Linked DNA regions of Mus musculus: all the other regions are linked to region 1. The links are chromatin contacts, called in public promoter capture Hi-C maps. All regions are on one chromosome and are shown on one strand. The core of a region is the stretch at or near the end of the contact, and the rest is flanking DNA. Distances in the headings are between cores, read along the strand shown.

Region 1 (4,650 bases), core at 635-3,134:
GTTTCATAGAGCCCAAATTGGAGATCTCCACTGGGTTCCTCCCCTTGGGCTCCGGAGACCCCGTGGAAGAGGCGGGGAATTGTAGGAACCAGAGGAACACAAGAACACGGCCCACAGAATCAACTAAGCAGGGCTCATAGAGGCTCACGGAGATTGAACCGGCAATTACAGAGCCTGCCATGGGTCTGCGTTAGGTCCTCTGCATATACATTATGGTTGTTGCCAAAACACCTTAATTTAATGTGGAAAAATTTAAAGAAATTAATTGCAAAGTACATAAAGTTAAACTTAATAAGCAAATCTCTGCCTGTTTATGTGTGCACATAAACAGGAAGTTTCTCGATTTTTTCAATCACTAAATTAATCATTTCTCTTAAGAAAATGACCTTCTTTCTTTCTTCATGATACTCTGCCTCCCAGTGCAGTTCTCTGATGGATGTAGAGTTGAAAAGCAAGGCTTCCTTTCAAGAAACCTTATCTCCTAACGTCTCCACTTTTCTTCTCTTTCTTGTGAATCTCACATGACCAGATAGTGGATGGTGTCAGCTTAATCCACTCCAAGAGGCCTGCCTGCCTCAAACTCAGACTAGGCCAGGACCTAGCACTTCCTCTTCTTGAAGTTCACATCTGTGTCTTCTGCTGTGCTAGTATCCGGCCTAGAGAGACAGCCTTGCTGTCTAGGAGAGGTCTGTCACACACACACACACACACACACACACACACACACACACACACAAGAGCGCGCACACAGACACATATGGACGCGCGCGCACACATACACACACATGCACGCACACACACACGCACACAGTCACACACACACACTCACACGAACACATGCACAGAGAGAGAGAGAGAGAGAGAGAGAGAGAGAGAGAGAGAGGGAGAGAGGGAGAGAGGGAGACAGAGAGAGATGAACACACACACACACAAACACACACACACACACACACACACACACACACGAGCGCACACACAGACACACATATGGACGTGCGCGCACACATACACACACACGCGCACGCACACAGTCACACACACACACACACACACACGTGGTTTTCAGCTACAGAAGAGGCAGGTAAATCTACATCATATGCTAGTGGTTGCTTTTACCTCTGAATCTCAATCGGATGTCCGAAGCCTGCACTCCTGTCCATTGCTCTTGATTCTTACAGCTCTTTAGGTGGGGTGGGATACAGCTACTGCTCTGGAACGTGATGCACAGCCTGGTTTCACAGGAAAGCTTCCTGGAAGCTATTTTCAAAGAAATTACCTCCCGGGCCAAGCTTTATTTTCCGCAACTCCAGTGTATGGATTTGTATAAAGCCACCTCCCTTGTCTACTGAAATGTGCCAGCAAGCCACAAAGGCATTTAGTTCACATTACAGTAGCACACATTAATTGTTTACATTTGTCTAAGCTCATGATTCCAGCTACATGGGAGGCTGAGGCAGGAGGATCACAGAGTCTACTTGGGCTGTGGAGTGAGCGTTAAGCCAGTCTAGGCAACTTCGGAATAAGCTGTCTCAACTTTAAAAAGGGGGAATGAGAGTTGGGAGTGCAAATTAGGAGAGATTGCCTAACAACAAAGGCAAACCGGGATGGAATGAGCATTTATTTTGTAACTGTGTGAGGTAGCTCCGGCTTTGTCTCATCCACAAACTGCACAATTAAAGGTGTGGTGTTTAGCAGAAGGTGACTTGCTACTCACTGAACGAGCTCTTCTTTAAAGGGGGGGGGGGGGGGGGGGCACGACACTCTCTAGTTAACTCGCTGACTGACAGAGGGCCTGAGGACTCCTTAGTCACCTGACTGAGCTCCAGCCCTCCGCTGGGAGGGTGTCCTGAGCCTCCGCCTGGGAGGGACTCCGGTCTCCCTTCAGATTCCGGCAGGAAGTCCGCACGCGTCCAGGGAAGAGTCAGCGCAGTGAGACCCCACCAGGTCACCTGAGTCTAAGGTGCCCCTGGGTCTGAGAGCCGCCCTGCAACCTTCAGCTCCTCGGGAAAACTCGCAGAGCAAGTAAGTGCCAGCACTCGTGACGTCAGCCCAGAGACAGGCGAAGCTGCACTCAGATTGGAGGAAATTAAAGGAAACCAGAAATGAAATCTTTAAACTAGAGCAGGCGGCATTGATCGAGCGCCGGCACTATCTTAAACGCAGGGGAGGAGCTGCTTAAAACTTTAAAGTAGTCGGGAGAAAAAGCAGATATACCAGTAATGAAACGAAAGTAGTAAATTTTTTAGAAAGAATGAATGTAGCTTAATAAAATATTAAGTGGATACTTAACACGTAAACCTTAGAATCCTTGGACTTGAGACTTTTCCACGGAATGTTGAAAGCTTTTACCTTGGAGAAATACGAACTATTTCGATAGCTGCTGCCTGGTTGGTAATCTGTCTAAGGTAAACGCGTGTGGGCAGGTCACGTGCTACCTGACCCACGTGATATTTATGGTCCTATTGTCTAACTAAAACTTGAAAAAATTTTAAATGAATGGGAGGGATCTAGCACAAGTTTAAAGCTTGACTGAGCTCTGAAGCGAGTTTAAAGTCTGCCTAGAAAAGCTTGGCGAGACTGTCTCAAATCAAACAAAGTAAAAACGGGGTTCGGGTATAGCTGAGCAGAGCGTTTGCCGAGCATGCCGTATTATTAAAAAATATAATAATAATAATAATAATAATAATAATAATGGATTTTGTTTGCTTGCTTGCTTTTTTAAAGACAGGGTCACACTAGTGTTGTCCTGGATGGTCTGGAACTAGCTATGTAAACCAAGCAGGCGATGATCTCAAAGATCTTCCTGCTTCTGCCTTCTGAGTGCCGGAAGTTAGCTTGCTACCAACCTAGACTGAAAATAAGATTTTTAGAGGAATAATTTGGGGCTAGGTTTGTGCGAAAAAAGGGTTGGGGATACATGTTCAGTAAAGTAATGATGCTTCTCTTTACCACAGAAATGTCACTGATTTAACGCGAGATGGACTCTTCCTTATGGCAGTCTGGGATTGTTGGTTCACAGGGAATTAGATCATGTGCTTTTGGAAATGCTCTGGAGCCGTGTGCTGTAAACGAACATCGTTTATCTAAGGCAATAACTGACTGGAGTTGATTCAGCAGTCAAATGAGGTCATGCGCTCTAATTAGCACTACTAATTATTCATCCAATTCAGGCTGAAACCTGTGGCTGCCCATCAATACCCCTTAGTGGAGCCTTCTTTTCTGTAAAATAATCTACCTCATTAAATGGTTAGGCACTGTCCTCTTAGCCATGCACTTGCTTTGCTTGTTTTAATTAAAATGGAAAAAAAATGATTTCTTCGCTATTAAACCTGTATTTTAAGTCCCAGGACAGCTTTCCAAATAGCTCTCCTGCCTCATATTTAGAAGTCCTGTTAGTTATTTGCTTATTTATTAGGTCTAAATGGAATCTCCTGCCTCGTATTTAAAAGCCCTGATATTTTTTTATCTGTCCTATTTATTTAGTGAACAAAGAGAAGTCTTTACACAGGTTCCCAAGTGCTGGGGCTGTTGGTATGTGCCAAGGATCTTTCCTGATACCACATTCCTCTTTTCTTCACTGAGAGAGCCAGAACTTTTTTTGTAGCAATGATATCTGATAGAACTTTTTACAGTGACAGAAAATTCTAAATTTGCAGGGATCAGAATCTTGGCTGATGGACACCTTCGTCAACTGAGTACTTAAAATATAATTTAGCTGAAGACCTGATTTCTTTCCTTGTCTTGACCTGAATAATTGTATTGAAAGGTTAGTTACTTTGTGCGACTTGGTGCTCCCAGAGTGCACAGCAGGGATGTCTACCTGCCGACTTTGTACTCTTCTGTAAGCTGCCGTTTGAACCACACTGCTGGTGAGGTTGGATTTTGCAAGATCATCTTTTATCTTCATTTTTAAAAATTGATGGTATAGATATTTATTTATGCATGCATACAGCATGAACATCCTGTGTGTGCCCTGTGCCGGGGAGTGAACCCAGTGTCCAGTCATATTAAGCACATGCTCCATCACTGGTCTGTACCTTAGGAAAGACTCTTGAGCCATGAACTTGCTACCCAAGGCTCTACCAACGGACAAAAAAGATCCTAAATCTGTAATGGCCATGCAACCTGAGTGCACCTTTACGCGAATGTCCCAAACACAGCAAAACTCACTTACAAAACACTTACTTAGTTCTGAAAGTCTTCTCAGGCAAGCTTGAATTTAATTGACACAACAGAGACCAGAAACATGTTCATCATGCCGGATTGCTTTACAGGGAAACGACCCTTCTCATGTAGAAAATACTGGATCCAGATCCTGTGAAAAGTTAGATTTTCAAACTCTGAAGGGAAAAAAAATGGTTTATCTTATTATAAGTTCGTGATTAAAAAAAGGATTGATATTTTTTGAAACTTGTATCTTGGGTATTCTAAGTTTCTGGACTAATATCCACTTATCAGTGAGTGCATATTAATATCTGAGTAGTACTCCATTGTGTAAATGTACCACATTTTCTGTATCCATTCCTCTGCTGAGGGGCATCTGGGTTCTTTCCAGCTTCTGGTTATTATAAATAAGGCTGCTATGAACATAGTGGAGCATGTGTCCTTACCGGTTGGAACATCTTCTGGATATATGCCCAGGAGAGGTAT
Region 2 (4,650 bases), core at 1,362-3,861, 2.0 Mb before region 1:
CTTCTCGGGGGGAGAGGCCCAATTCAGAGATCAGGACAATAGTGTTGTCTTAATAGCTCCCAACATGAGCCAACCATGAAGAAACTGTTGCCTAGCTGGTACAAGAGACTCTAAGATAATGGTCCTGAGGCCCTGTTTTAAAAAGGTATAGATGTCCATCAGTAGTCTGAACTTCTGTCCAGCCTGCCGAAATTCTCTTGCTTAAAATGTAGGAAAATAATTAAATGTTACAACAGATGATGTATATATAATTTAATTATATTTGCAAGAGAGGGTTGAGGATATAACTCAGTAGTAGTCCACTTACATGCATGGGGCCCTTGATTCTGTCTGTTGACAAAACTAAAGTATTTACAAATAAAACTACTTTATAAAGTTCAACCATCAAAATAAATAAAATCCTGAAGCATGCTCCATATGAATGACCTTTGGTTGGCTAGTGCCCTTTTCACTATTACATATACATATATATTTTTTAAAAAGCCTAGACAATTCAACTTTAAAAAAAAGCCTTTATTCTATGTGTAATAGGTTGGCTCTTTGTATTTCAGGCAAACAGAACTTTGTATATGCATGTCCAAGGAAGCTGGTTATGTCACGGTTTGGCTAGGGAGAAAATGAAGAAGAAAAAAAAGGTCAGATCTTGCTATCTCCTGCTAGTTCACATCCACAATGTCTTAATTTCCTCTTTGTAGGTTCTACCACTTGTGGAGTCCATCACCTCTTAATAGCACTATGGGATGGGGGATCAGTGTTCACTGTGTGGACCTGTGGTGGACATTACAAAAACAACTTACAACATTTGGGAAAACCATATGGGGGAAAATAAACTAGACACCAAGACACATCCTATATCAGTCTTAAGTGTGGTGGCCAGAATAGAAGAACTCAGAGAAAATGTAAGTGTGCCAAAGATGACCAAGGGCTAGGGAGGCAATGAGTCATTGCTGTTTAATTGGGATGGAGTTTGCATTCTGTATGTTGAAAATGTTCTAGAACTGAACAGCAGTGATGATCACTTAACTCTTGACTGTTCTACTAAAAGTCATGACTGTGATAAGTTTTTTCTTATCTTTGCTTACCATAATTCATATAAATATCCACAATGGAACAAAAGATTAAGCAGCATGACGGCTGAAAATGTTTTTATGTACTCACGGCTCTTTTGGAATTCAACTATGTTATCTTCACCAGACCAGAGTGTGCAGTTTGTTCCTTTCTGGTGTTGAAATTTGAGTTGAGATTTTGTAAAAGCTCTATCAGTTTTGTCTTCAAGTATCATATTGGAACGGGTGAAGTTATCAAGTTTCACTCAATTTCCTCACCCAATACAGCTGACAAAAGTATGTACTTTAAAGTGAGACCTCCTGGGAAGGCATCTCAGTAGAGAGAATACCTGCTTTGCAAGTATAAGGACCAGAGTCCAGATCGCCACACCCTGTCTAAAACCCCAGACAAAGCAGCAAACACGTGTCACCGGAGAGATGACAGTTTGTGAAGTAGAGGCACTGGATCCCTGGAAACTTATTGTTACTTATTCGGCAAATTTCTAGGCCACCGAGAGACCTATCTCAAGTAAAAGGTGGACAGTGCCTAGGGAACCGAAGGCAATGTTGTCCTCTGACTGATATGCACATGGACACTTTTCTACGCATACACATGCATCGACACAAACACATCCACACACAAAGTAAAATTGTTCACGTGAGCCTTCATAGTCTGCAAATGTCCCCCGCTATTCTTTATGAGCTTTGGTCTGCCGTTTCTGGGTTTTGGCAGGGATTTGTGTGAAATAATTAGAAGACAGTAATAAGCAGTGAAGTCCATATACAAGCCGGGTGTGGGGCAGAGAAAGGGAACATCTTTAAGACACGCAAGAATCATATCCTGTCCTGCCTTGAACTGAGAAGAGTTTGTTTGGAGAGAGTGAGTGCAGAGGGTACATTTACAAGGCTGGTTTCAGAGTTAACATGATTATCAACACAGGTGATATAGCTCCTTGTGCAGCAGTCGGCTGTGCACTGACAGCCTGGTCCCCGGTTGAGCAAAGGTCTGGAACCCTGGTGACCAGATGGGTGGAGACTTCCACCTGCATGGGATGACAAATGTTCAGCCACGCCTCCTGGGTTCCTGTCTCCTGTGTGCTGTCTCACATAGCTACAGCCTCCTACAGCTCCCCACCCCACCCCCGCAGAGCAGCACCAAGCCCTCCCACATGCAAATAAGGTTTCCCCAAAGCTCTCATACCAAACCAACGAGAAGCATTTGTTTTCAGACCCTTACCCACACCAAAGCTGTATGTAAAAATCCTATCCGGAAGGATTAAAAGTGTAGGAGAACTACTCCATCGTCTGAGCCTTCTGTTCTGAGAGCTGTAACATTTTGGAAAAGGTCTGCTCTCCCCAAGTGCTGCCTAAAGCTCTGCTGCACTCCTCACTGCCTGGTCAGTCTGTTGTTGGCCCAGCCCTACTTGCAGGGCAGCAAGGAGAAATCTTTAAACCTAGAAGGCATGGCAGAGACAAGGTGGAGTCAACTGCAGCCGCAGAACTGGCAGAAGGGACTTCCCCTCCCTGCCTGCACTGCTTCCCCTCGCTGGAATTCTCACACCAGGCAGGGCCAGAGTTCTCCGTGCAAAGCCTCTGGTACACAGACCCACAGCTCCTCTCCAAGACTGTCTGGACATGAGGGGGGGGGGGGGAGGAGACTATTTGTCTCCCGCACTTTACCCTCATTTACATTTGATTTGTAGGGCTTGGCACGAGGAGTTAGTTCATATATCCTATAACATAAAATAAAGGTAGTAAAAGTTACCTTTATTTTTATTGTTCAAAAAATAAGTCTTGAAAATGCACAAGTTTTGCTTTGAATCAGAGCATGGTATTTCTGGATGATTAGTTTAATATATTCCATTAAGTTAAAATATTTTAATGAAGATTCATGGCAACCTACAAGGTTCTTTGAAACCATAGTTTTGAATCATTCACCTAAGGAACTTCCTATCCTACAGTTTGGTTTCCCAAAACATAAGCCTTATAAGTTGCTTTGAGTTGTTTACATTGTCATTTTATACAACCTTGCTTGTTTGCTTTTTGCTTGCCCATACCTGAGCTGAAAAATATATATCTTGCCATACTCCTTCACCAACGTCATATGATAAAATATTCTCCCATGCATAATAGCAGCTGGTTCTACAGGACACTTTTAAAATTAATAATTTTTGGATTAAAGTATAATTATATTATTTTCCTTTCCTCTTTCATCCTCTAACAACTCCCATCAACCTCTTTTCTCTCTCAAATCCATAGCTTCTTTTCCTTTAATTGTTTTTATATATTTTTATATTATATATTTATATATGTAATATAGGTTACAAATATGTTCTTATATGTATAAATATGTTTTTATATATGTTATAGGTAAAATTTACATCCATATTTATATATATAACGTAAATCCATATAAGTGAATTGTATTTATATCCAACTCAGTCCATATAATATTATTTGCATGCATGTGTAGGAGCTGTCATTTTAACTGGAAATAGGTCTAAACATGATTTTAGCCTTGAAAACTGTAAATGTTTTGTAGCTCATCCTCCATTCATGCTTGGACTTTATCTCTCTTGACCTTGTGCAGGTTGTCTGTGAACTGTGAATTCGTGTGTGCAATGGTGTTGTCAATAGATACAGTAATAAACTAACCTGTAAAGTCTTAACTCTTCAGTGATTAATGCCTCTCTAAACCCTCATCAGAGAAGCTCCCTTTTGATCCAGTAGATGGAGATTAATAAAGAGAAACCCACTACTATTAAACCTACAGTAAAGCAACCAACTCTAAATGACACATCAGTATCACTCAACCTCTCCCGAAGGCTCAGGGATCATTGCTGAAGAGGGGGAAGAAATTCTGTAAGACTGGGGATTAGGATCCCTGTAGTGAGGTGGTATTTGTTGCTTAGTTCTTTGTTTCTTTAGTGTGTCCTCTTTATTCTCTTCCCCTGCTCTTCTTTCTCCATCTCCTTGAGGTACTAAACAACTTGTACTCTTAGAAACACTCAGCATAGAGACCCAATATATATTGAAGTATTCAAACTTAACTTTGCTAAAATCAGTTTAATTTTCTAGTCTTCTCAGAATTTTAAGGATGGAGGAGACAATCAGAAGAAAGGAAGGATAGGTGCTCTTTCAGAGTCAGAGGTCACACTGAGAAAAAAAAGAGAAAACTTTGTAAATATTCTATGCACACTTTGTACCATCAGCATGAGAAAATGGAATCTTTGAATTGTCCATTCTAAAGTCACATAGCTAATAAAGGAGACAGGTCTGAAATTTGAACAAAGCTTGTTGCAGGGGTAATATATGGTATAATTCTCATGGCTGAGATTAGAAGATGATTTATCCTCAAGATACGATAACCTAGACTTTTGTTGTTCCAACTTAAAGAATCTAGTTTGTTTCTGCCCGATTTTATCATCACTTTTGATAAAATGTTGACATCTAAAGCCTGAAGTCCATAGTTTCTTCTCTTTCTTGGTACAATAATTATTTGTATTCACACTGTATCTAACAGCCGGAATAAAGCTGCACTGTGCAGGACAGATTATGAACTTTGCAAGTTCAGCAGCTTTTCTCTTTTTAATGCATTTTATAA
Region 3 (4,650 bases), core at 716-3,215, 1.9 Mb before region 1:
ACTTCAGATCAATGGAAAGCCTGACTGGTTATGCATTCATGTGAATAGCTCTTGGTCTATTTAGTATCTAGAAACTAGGAAGGTTGTACTTGGTTTTTCCCTTTCGTCCAGACTCTCATGACCTTTCAGTTACCATGTCTAGGCCTTTATTAACCTTAACGATTTGTTTGGGATAGTTGCTTCTCATGGATGTTGGCAAGGGTCTCCACTGTTTGCTAGTGGCAGGGAGCTCAGATTTCTCATTGTCTAATGCTATAATTTTCCAGTTCTTTACCAGGTTCTTGAGGTTTGTGGGTTAGTCGCAAATTTCTCCCAGCTAAGTCCATGTGTTATGAGTTTGGGTTCCAGGTTGGCCTGTTGAGAAATGCTAAAAATAAAATAACAGGGCCTAGCATGATCTCCTGAAGTCACTGACTGCATATGTCTAAGAGTACTGTGGGATTCTCATCTTTCCTTGCTTCCTGTCTTGACCAGAAAGTATTCGAGTCCATAGTGATGCATGACACTCATCCGAGGCTAAGGGCAGTTGAGCCACCCGATATTATATTTGAACCTCCAGAGCAATGTGCTAAAATAAAGATCTCTTCGCTTTTTGATAGGTCCATCTCAAGGTTTGTGCTGTGGTACTTGAAAAGCTAACTAAAACACCAAGTAGCCTCAAAGCACACCGCAGAGCAAGCAAGCTGACTCAGAGTCGGAAAGAGCTCCACCCCAAAGGTACACAGAGTGAAGCACAAGGTAATGGAGTAGAGAATGGCTGAGCATCTTCTTTCGGACGGAAGCTCGGAAGGGGATAGGACTGGGCTCTAACAACACATAAAGATGAATGGTTACAAGACTGTGATAGAAAAGGAGACCTGGAGAACAAGATTTGGATTAGAGGCTTAGCAGAAAAGATTCACAAAAGGGAGCCAGACGAGGAACCACTGGAAATAATATCAAAGATCTTGCGGAAAATACCTACATCTTTAATATGTTTTCTGAGTCTTAATATGGTCCATGGGTTGGATGGCTTTACAGACCCTCTTCCCTCCAAACACATGTTTATTATTCTTAAGATAATTTTCACAGCCTTAAATGATTTTTACTTTTGACTTCAGAGATTGTTTTCCCCCCTGTTTGGAAGTGATAACCCCTGAGAGCCTCTACCTAGTTTTAATCTTACTGACAGGTTATAAGCAATTTCCTATTAAGAATGTTTTTGTTGTGATCATTATTTTTATCATGACTATCATATTATTTCAATATTTTTGTATGGAATTCCTAATGTTTCTAATTGACAGAGCTGTTATTCTACCTCTACAGTGCAGTTTAAATTATAATAACATAAACAGATTATATCTATCTACCTGAAATGCCAAGTGAAATGTCTCATGAACTACAGGCACTTATCTCTTTTTTCACAAGGAATAAATATAGTCGTTCATAGGACAGATAATGACATAAGTTTGAGGTTGACAGAAAAAAGGAGAGTTTATTTGAGGCAGATGTTTGCTATGGAGAAAGTCGCTGGAGAGTCATCAAGGGAACGCTGAATTTCCGACTTACAAATTTGATAGGGCAAGATGACAAGGAAAAATACCATTTCAAAATGGAGGGACTAACTTTACAAATGTGTCAGCCAAGACCCCCTAGTGAGGATCGAGAGAGAACACTGCCAATTTCACTTCCAAACACAAAACAACTCTGTAAACGCCGCAAGATATCTACTTTGCCAATAGAGGGCGCAAGAGACACGCTGAAGAAAAAAAAGGGATTTTTTTTTTTTTTCTTTCTTTCTTCCTCTCTTTTATGCTTTTCCTCTGAGCAGTTTTGCTTTGGCGTTACCCTTCTGGCTTCTGCTGCATTATTCCGTACATGATGTGGGTGTGTGGTGAGAACATGTGGTGGCTTTTTTATCCAGCCACGTACCCAGTGGACGCGGTGACCTCATAGGCTCACATCAAGCCCTATGATCACCTTCAGAAAGTTGTACTTGAAGCGTACTGATACTGAATGCTCCAGGCTTAGAGTCGTTAGCAGCACCAGGACTTCCTCTGTGGCTTTGCTTAATGGGCTGAATGCCCGCACCCAGCAGGCTGGCTCATTTCCTTCCTGTCTGCTGAGTGTGGACCAGCTTCGACCCAGAAACCCCAGTAGCCCCTTCTGCCATCCCGGGAGCTGTAACCACTCCCTCCCAAACAAGCCTCAGGCCTAATGGAACAGGGGATTTTCCTGACCAAGTTTGCCCTTCCTGTGGGCAGCCCAACGTCCTTTAAATGCTATCACTACATCTTTAGAGTTATTCCTCATAGCTTATTGTCTCCGTAATATCGAGTTTCTCCAGTGAAATCTACTCTGCTCTATCTGTTTCCCAATGAGATCAAGGATGAGACAAGAATTCATAATTTAAAGAGCCTTTATTTGCTATACATCTCTGAATCGCAAGGAACTAAACCAGGGGCCTCATGTAGCTTACCATGTGATGTGATAGTTTGGGGACTAGGGAGAAGACATGTCACTACAGTCACTATGACCCATTAGAATAAAACTATGCGGACTGCGCCAGGAGAGGGCCTTCTGTTCACAGTTCTTTACTTGTTTGGCATTTCCTTGTACTCATAAACCTGTTGCTGACAATCATTTGATCAGTTTAATTATCTAGAAATTACTTAGTAAAGGGACTGAGAAAGTACATCCAGAGTTCTGAAAAACTGTATATCCAGAGAAGAGTTAGTAATGAGCTCAGAGCAGAGACCATTGGCTGGCCTTCCAGGGGAGGTTGCCCCGTTTCTAGTGTTTGCCAGTTTTGCTAATATAGCTTCTCTGGTGAAGCTTACTGTTGTTGGAAACGAACAGGCACAACGTTGAATACAGTGTTAAGACTGCATCCTTGTATAGAACTTTTGATGTGTGAATCCCACACACAGAAATAACTCGAAGAACAGATGGTAGCCAAAAAACACAATCACGCAAAACTTAACGTTTCCCATGAGTGATGCTTCTGATTCAAATATGTGTACCTATGAGTTTGTATAATTCGCTTTTTAATAACGTCTGTGTTTCCAGCGGACATTTCCTTCTTCCTTCCTTCCTTCCTTCCTTCCTTCCTTCCTTCCTTCCTTCCTTCCTTCCTCCCTCCCTCCCTCCCTCCCTCCCTCCCTCCCTCCTTCTTTCTTTCTTTCTTTCTTTCTTTCTTTCTTTCTTTCTTTCTTTCTTTGTTTCTTTTTCGAGACAGGGTTTCTCTGCGTAGCCCTGGCTGTCCTGGAACTCACTTTGTAGACCAGGCTGGCCTGGAACTCAGAAATCTGCCTGCCTCTGCCTCCTGAGTGCTGGGATTAAAGACGTGTGACACCATGCCCAGCAGTCCAGCTGACATTTCCAACCCAGAAGCTATAACTAATTGATAACCACTCATAATGAAAATTAGTTGTCTCCAAAGGTGTCTAATTGGGCATACAAACCACTTTTAAGGCCAGGCCAAATCCCATTGTAGTTTTGGAGGGTTTTTGTTATTGTTGTTGTTGTTTGGATTTGGTTTTGTTTCTCCATGTGTCTGAGCATTTTATTTTTCATTTTTCTTTCTTTCTTTTTCCCTTTCCTTGTAGGCATTTTGTTTATATAACTTGGTATCTGATTTTGTGTTTTTATGAGATTTCTGTGTTTGCCAGTGTGTTTGTCTCTACATCAATATATGTTTCTTTTGAGTTTTCTTTGTTCTTCTTGTGAATTTTTCTTGTGTTTGTTTTTGTTCAGGTTATTGTTGTTATTTTAATGCTAATTTATTTTCTATTGAGAGGGAGCAAGAAAGGATGTGGATGTGGGTAGGTAGGGATATAGGGAGGATCTGGGACTGTTTGGAGAAGGAAAACCATAATTAGGATATATTACATGAAAATAACAAAAATATTTTCAGTAGAAAGAAAAAATAAGACTCGAGCCCCGAGGTACCTTGCCAGCGGACTTGCCCAACACCCGCAAGGGCCCACACAGGATTCCCCATGGGATCCTAAGACCTCTGGTGAGTGGAACACAGCGCCTGCCCCAATCCAATCACGCGGAACCTGAGACCGCGGGAAATAGGGTGGCAGACTACCTGGGGCCTGACCTGGGGCACAAGCCCCTTCCACTCCACTCCAGCCCCGAGGTACCTTGCCAGCGGACTCGCCTGACACCCGCACGGGCCCACACAGGATTCCACACGGGATCATAAGACCTCTGGTGAGTGGAACACAGCGCCTGCCCCAATCCAATCACGCGGAACCTGAGACCGCTGGAAATAGGGAAGCAGACTACCTGAGCCTGACCTGGGGCACAAGCCCCTTCCGCTCCACTCCAGTCCCAGGGTACCTTGCCAGTGGAGTCGCCTGACACCCGCAAGGGCCCACACAGGATTCCACACGGGATCCTAAGACTACTAGTGAGTGGAACACAACTTCTGCCAGGAGTCTGGTTCGAACACCAGATATCTGGGTACCCTCCCTGCAAGAAGAGAGCTTGCCTGCAGAGAATACTCTGCCCACTCAAACTAAGGAGAGAGCTACCCTCCCAGGTCTGCTTATAGAGGCTAACAGAGTCACCTGAAGAGCAAGCTCTTAACAGTGACAACTTTAACAGCTAGCTTCAGAGATTACCAGATGGCGAAAGGCAAACGTAAGAATCCTACTAACA
Region 4 (4,650 bases), core at 660-3,159, 1.1 Mb before region 1:
ACATTTCAAATGCTATCCCCTTTCCTAGTTTCCTCTCTGAAAATCCCCTATGCCCTCCCCACCCCCCTGCTCCCCAACCCATCCACTCCCACTTCCTGGCCCTGGCACTGCCCTATACTGGGGCATAGAATCTTTGCAAGACCAAGGGCCTCTCTCCCATTGATGGCCAACTAGGCCATCCTCTGCTACATAGGCAGCTAGAGACAGGTGCTCTGGGGGTACTGGCTAGTTCATATTGTTGTTCCTCCTATGGGGCTGCAGACTCCTTCAGCTCCTTGGGTACTTTCTCTAGCTTCTTCATTGGGGACTCTGTGTTCCATTCAATAGATGACTGTGAGCATCCACAATTGACTATTTTAACAGCTATTATTTTATTTTTCTCATTAGTGCTGGGATTAGGTGGAAAGCCTCCTGAATATTAGACAAGTATTCTGCTCTAGGCTAACTCCTCAGCTCTCAGCATTGACCATTTTTAGAGAACTTGATTTCAGCATTCTTCCACCATTCTCTGTTTCTCAAATCAAAGAATATTGAATTTAATTGTATAAAGTTCAGAATAGAGAAACAAAAAGTCCAGATTTCTTTCTGGTATGAGTGAGCAAGCGATCTGAGGTAGGAAGTATTAATACAGGATCTGCTTCCCACGTCTTGGAAAAACACTGAGACAAACCACAGAAAGAAATAGGAGGAATTAGCTACCATCCTCAATGCTGCAAACAATTGGAAGAGATCAGAATAACCAGAGATTCAAAGAGACGACAAGGCAGGACACTTCATGACTGCCATTTGTATCATTGAGCAGAAGCAGGAAGTAGAAAAAGCTGAATGATGAAACCTGCTACAGTTCTCAGTGTTGGTGGCAGAGGAGAGTCACAAGTCTGTCCTACTTCCTAGACTCCCTTTGGATTCTTCATAGGTGGACGTCATTCGAAGCTAGTGAGCAGGAAATCCTAGCTAAATAATTTGCTGACTCTCAATTCCACTTCCACAAGACCCTTTGTTGAAGTGCTAATTTGGAGCTCACTGAAGGGTAAAAATATACCATACCCACAAAGGAGTAATTGGCAATGTATATTAACTGTATTATTTAAATTTCACATCAAATTGATGTGTGAAGTGTAGAGACAGCGTTGTATGGAGAAAAAAAGGACCTTATAATTTACAACCATTAACTAGTTGTTAATTTAATTTTGATCATTGATTTTGGATGAATCTCTTTAAAAATTGCCTAAGCTCCACATTACTTATTGTGGTGCTTATTTAATGACTGCCAATAAAATTTAAGCTTCCTGGCTATACTTGATTCTGTGACTTTTAGATGAGCAAATTGAATTTATTTTGTTTTTAAAACAGTGCAATATGCTTTAAAATTTACAGACAGAAGCTTAGGAAACAACCAGGGATATTCAGGAATGTTGGATCAATCTGTTTGCTTTCAGACATGAAAGCCAAGGCTTTCTTTAGTAGTAGCACATTGTAGGAGGACACTGTTTTCAAAGGAGTTGTTTTATAGCACATTGTAGGAGGATATCTTTGCAGTAGATTGTTCTTATAGCACACTGTAGGAAGAGTGTTTTCAATGGAGTTGTTCTTATAGCACATTGTAGGAAGAAGTGTTTTTTTGTTTTTGTTTTTTTTTTTCATTGAGTGGTTCTTATAGAACTTGTAGGAGGACATAGAATTGTTTTTTGTCTTGAACAGAATTATTGCATTTTTACTCAAGTGGGAGAAAAACATAATTACTTTTTCCCAGGATCAGAAGAACATTGTGAAAATCAGAAGAACATTGTGACCTATTGTCTCAAAGATGCTTTTTTCCATTAGAGTTATGATATATTTAGAAAACTACACAGTAGTTATTAAAGAACTCAGTTTTGAAACTACTGAATAACTAGCACATGCGTAGGGGTTGGGCGTCAGGTATATTGGCATCTGGAAATCTCAGCATTTTTCTGGAATGTTCAAAGAAGAGTCAAAATGACATTAACAAAAATGCTGGATTCTGAAACAAAATAAAATTGTAGTAAAGGAATAAAAATATTGGAAGTTGTGACTACGGACACAGACAAGAAAGACCTGAGGCTAACACTAAACTGCAACGCTATGATTCTGGAATTTATTAAGCAGAACAATGTGCAGAACATTTGGAAGCAATCTGTGTGCTACATTATGCATTCACTAGCTAGTTATTTGGATATTGTGGCACTTTTGGTCACTGCATTTTTGAAAAGATATAGACAAACTGAAATTGATCGAGGAAGGACAAGAACAATAAGAGGTAAAGCCCCGAGGAACAGTCTGGTTGCTATGATTGGATGCATGAGCATTTTTCTAATATTAGAATCAATTAATACTTCCCCCTTGGCAATGCTACCTAGAATAAAAAGGGGTTTAATAAAACAACCTTTTATATGTTTTTGATTCTGCCTTTGTTTTGCTGTGATGGAAATGCTAGAAAGTCATCTATGGAATCCCTGGGAGGATAAGTCTCCCAGAAATTGGAAAGCAGGTTCCCAGATCATTCTGAACAAATTATTCTCCCTAGTAGCAAATGGAATCCATAGGTATTTTCTGTGTTTGGCTGGTATTAGAAACCAAATAAATGGTTAGTTATCTCTTACCACGGTAAACAGTAAAAAGAGATATCCAAGACTCCCAGAGTCTTGAGAAATACAAGAGCTAACTAAATCTACATAGGCCTATAATAGTGTTTCTCATCTGCCAAGACACTGCTGGGAATATTTCTCGAACAGTGCTAGCAGAGTCTGGGCCATGGCTGCCAACAGCTATGGTTAATAGCAACCAGTAGCAAGACTTCAAAATCCCTGCAATGTTGATTTCAAAATGCCACCCTTCTTAGGAGGTGCAAGGCTCAGTGGCTATGGCTGTCCAGTTGTCAACAGAGACACCATGTGGTAGGGAGAGGCAATGGCAGCCAAGATAATGAAATCAGCTGTCCCAATGGTAGGACACATAGAAAACAGGGTTTCTCTTGTAATCAGGATATTTTGTACTGAACTAGAGATATAATTGCATTCAGAGTCCAAGGTAGAAGTGTAGCACAGAAAAGAACAACTACATTAAGAATATATTTTAAAAACGAAAGGAATGGCTTAAATTCAAGTTGAAAACACAATAATTTATATAAATTACTCATAAAAAACACTCCTAATATATCTAGATTAAATCAAAGCTTTCCATTTTCAACTTTTCCACTCCCATGGCAATAGAAACATCTACTTAGAATTAATCATAACTGAAATATTGTATTTATTGCTGTATTGCTGGAAAATCTGTCTCCCCTTCAAAATGTGAATTCTATAAGAACACACATTTCTTACCTTGTTCCATTACCATAAACTCAGGTCAAAGGGTTCCTAACATGCTTTGGATACATCGTTTGGTACATAGACATATCCAATAATTATTCAGAGACTACAGGACAAACATTATCCAGTTTAACGGGAAAAATTAAATATAGTATCCAAATCCCTTCCTACAATGAAAATCCCAACCCCCAATATACAATTGCTAGCATATCTTCATAAATATTCAAAGAATTAATATAAATAAGAACCACGACCAGTTAGATATAATTCTGTCAGAAAACAGAAAAAGAAGTGTCTTAGTCAGGGTTCTCTAGAGGAACAAACATGGCAGAATGTATGTGTGTGTGTGTGTGTGTGTGTATCTGTGTGTGTGTGTGTGTGTGTGTGTGTGTGTGTGTGTGTGTATGAAGGGAATTTATTAGAGTGGCTTACAAACTGTGGTCTAGCTAGTCCAACAGCTGCTGCCTAAAAACAGAAGGTCCAAGAATCTAGTAATTGCTTAGGCCAAGAGGCTAGATGTCTTCACTGGTCTTCAGTATATTCTGGAATCCTGGAAAGTAGGCTCTGATTCCAGTGAAGGCATAAAACTTGCCAGCAAGAATGAAAACAAGCAGACAGAGTCAATTTCCTTATTCTTTGCCCTTTATATAGGCTACCAACAGAAGATGTAGCCCGGGTTAAAGGAGGACCTTCCCACCTCCAATGATCTGGATTAAAGGTACATATTCCCACTTCAAAGGTCCTGATTCAAAGTGAGTCTCCCCACTTTAAATGATTTAATTACAAAAAAAATATCCCTCACAGGTATACCCAGCTGCTTGGGTTTGTTAATTCCAGATGTGGTCAAGTTCACAACCAAGAATAGCCACCACAGCAGGCATGGTTCCTTTTTTTATTAGGTTAATATTCAAATCTTGATTCCAAATCCTAGTAAGGAAATTACAAAGGAAGTTACAGCCCACTCTTGGGCATAAATGCAATTCAGCATGTTTTACAATTATATAAATTCCAATACCAGATGAGGTCATTCCATATGCAAAGTTAATTTAACATTTGCAATGGGATGACTACAGTTTATTACATGAATGGGGGAAAAAGGGAGCCAAGGAAAATGACATGATTACCTTGAAAAGACTTAGAAAAAAATATTTGAGCAAGTGCAATATTTATCCATGATAAAAATTCCAAAATATTAGGAATAAAGAAAAACGTATTAACCTATAAGGAAATAGATTTGCATAAAAATAACCTGTAAGATTTATAGAGAGAATTTAAAAAATTAGAAAAAAATTAAACAATTATAAAAATGGAAAATATTTTA

What was found. Promoter capture Hi-C pulls out the DNA fragments that hold promoters and counts their contacts.
Region 2: a contact with region 1 is called in a promoter capture Hi-C map of stem cell-derived epiblast-like cells, with 4 times the contacts expected there. The contact joins the enhancer-like site here to the promoter of Tmem144 in region 1. A contact is called at or near these places in 4 of 39 promoter capture datasets (cranial neural crest, embryonic stem cells, maxillary cranial neural crest and 1 more), 1 of 15 datasets of contacts at CTCF or cohesin (the NIH/3T3 cell line) and 1 of 115 datasets of contacts at active chromatin or transcription factors (embryonic limb bud).
Region 3: a contact with region 1 is called in a promoter capture Hi-C map of cranial neural crest. The contact joins the enhancer-like site here to the promoter of Tmem144 in region 1. A contact is called at or near these places in 1 of 39 promoter capture datasets (cranial neural crest), 2 of 15 datasets of contacts at CTCF or cohesin (large pre-B cells and pro-B cells), 2 of 484 Hi-C or Micro-C datasets (cumulus cells and embryonic fibroblasts), 1 of 115 datasets of contacts at active chromatin or transcription factors (large pre-B cells) and 1 of 9 other capture datasets (liver).
Region 4: a contact with region 1 is called in a promoter capture Hi-C map of second pharyngeal arch cranial neural crest, with 3 times the contacts expected there. The contact joins the enhancer-like site here to the promoter of Tmem144 in region 1. A contact is called at or near these places in 6 of 39 promoter capture datasets (the 3T3-L1 cell line, 3T3-L1-derived adipocytes, cranial neural crest and 3 more), 1 of 15 datasets of contacts at CTCF or cohesin (the NIH/3T3 cell line) and 2 of 115 datasets of contacts at active chromatin or transcription factors (embryonic forebrain and large pre-B cells).

The regions. Positions count from the first base shown.
Region 1 is chr3:79,840,143-79,844,792 of GRCm38.p6, reverse strand. Tmem144 (transmembrane protein 144) reads left to right here and starts at 1,884. Exons shown (of 12, transcript NM_001379543.1): 1 at 1,884-2,022.
Region 2 is chr3:81,833,457-81,838,106 of GRCm38.p6, reverse strand. No RefSeq gene overlaps it. Among named protein-coding and RNA genes, the nearest start is that of A830029E22Rik, 34 kb to the right of the region's middle. Within about 2 kb of position 2,611, at least 56 of the 459 cell types and tissues checked have an H3K27ac peak or open chromatin away from gene starts, as enhancers often do. A contact at or near this core is called in embryonic stem cells and stem cell-derived epiblast-like cells, where this site is marked.
Region 3 is chr3:81,780,501-81,785,150 of GRCm38.p6, reverse strand. No RefSeq gene overlaps it. Among named protein-coding and RNA genes, the nearest start is that of A830029E22Rik, 19 kb to the left of the region's middle. Within about 2 kb of position 1,965, at least 126 of the 459 cell types and tissues checked have an H3K27ac peak or open chromatin away from gene starts, as enhancers often do. A contact at or near this core is called in embryonic fibroblasts, where this site is marked.
Region 4 is chr3:80,957,025-80,961,674 of GRCm38.p6, reverse strand. No RefSeq gene overlaps it. Among named protein-coding and RNA genes, the nearest start is that of Gm29808, 32 kb to the left of the region's middle. Within about 2 kb of position 1,909, at least 63 of the 459 cell types and tissues checked have an H3K27ac peak or open chromatin away from gene starts, as enhancers often do. A contact at or near this core is called in second pharyngeal arch cranial neural crest, where this site is marked.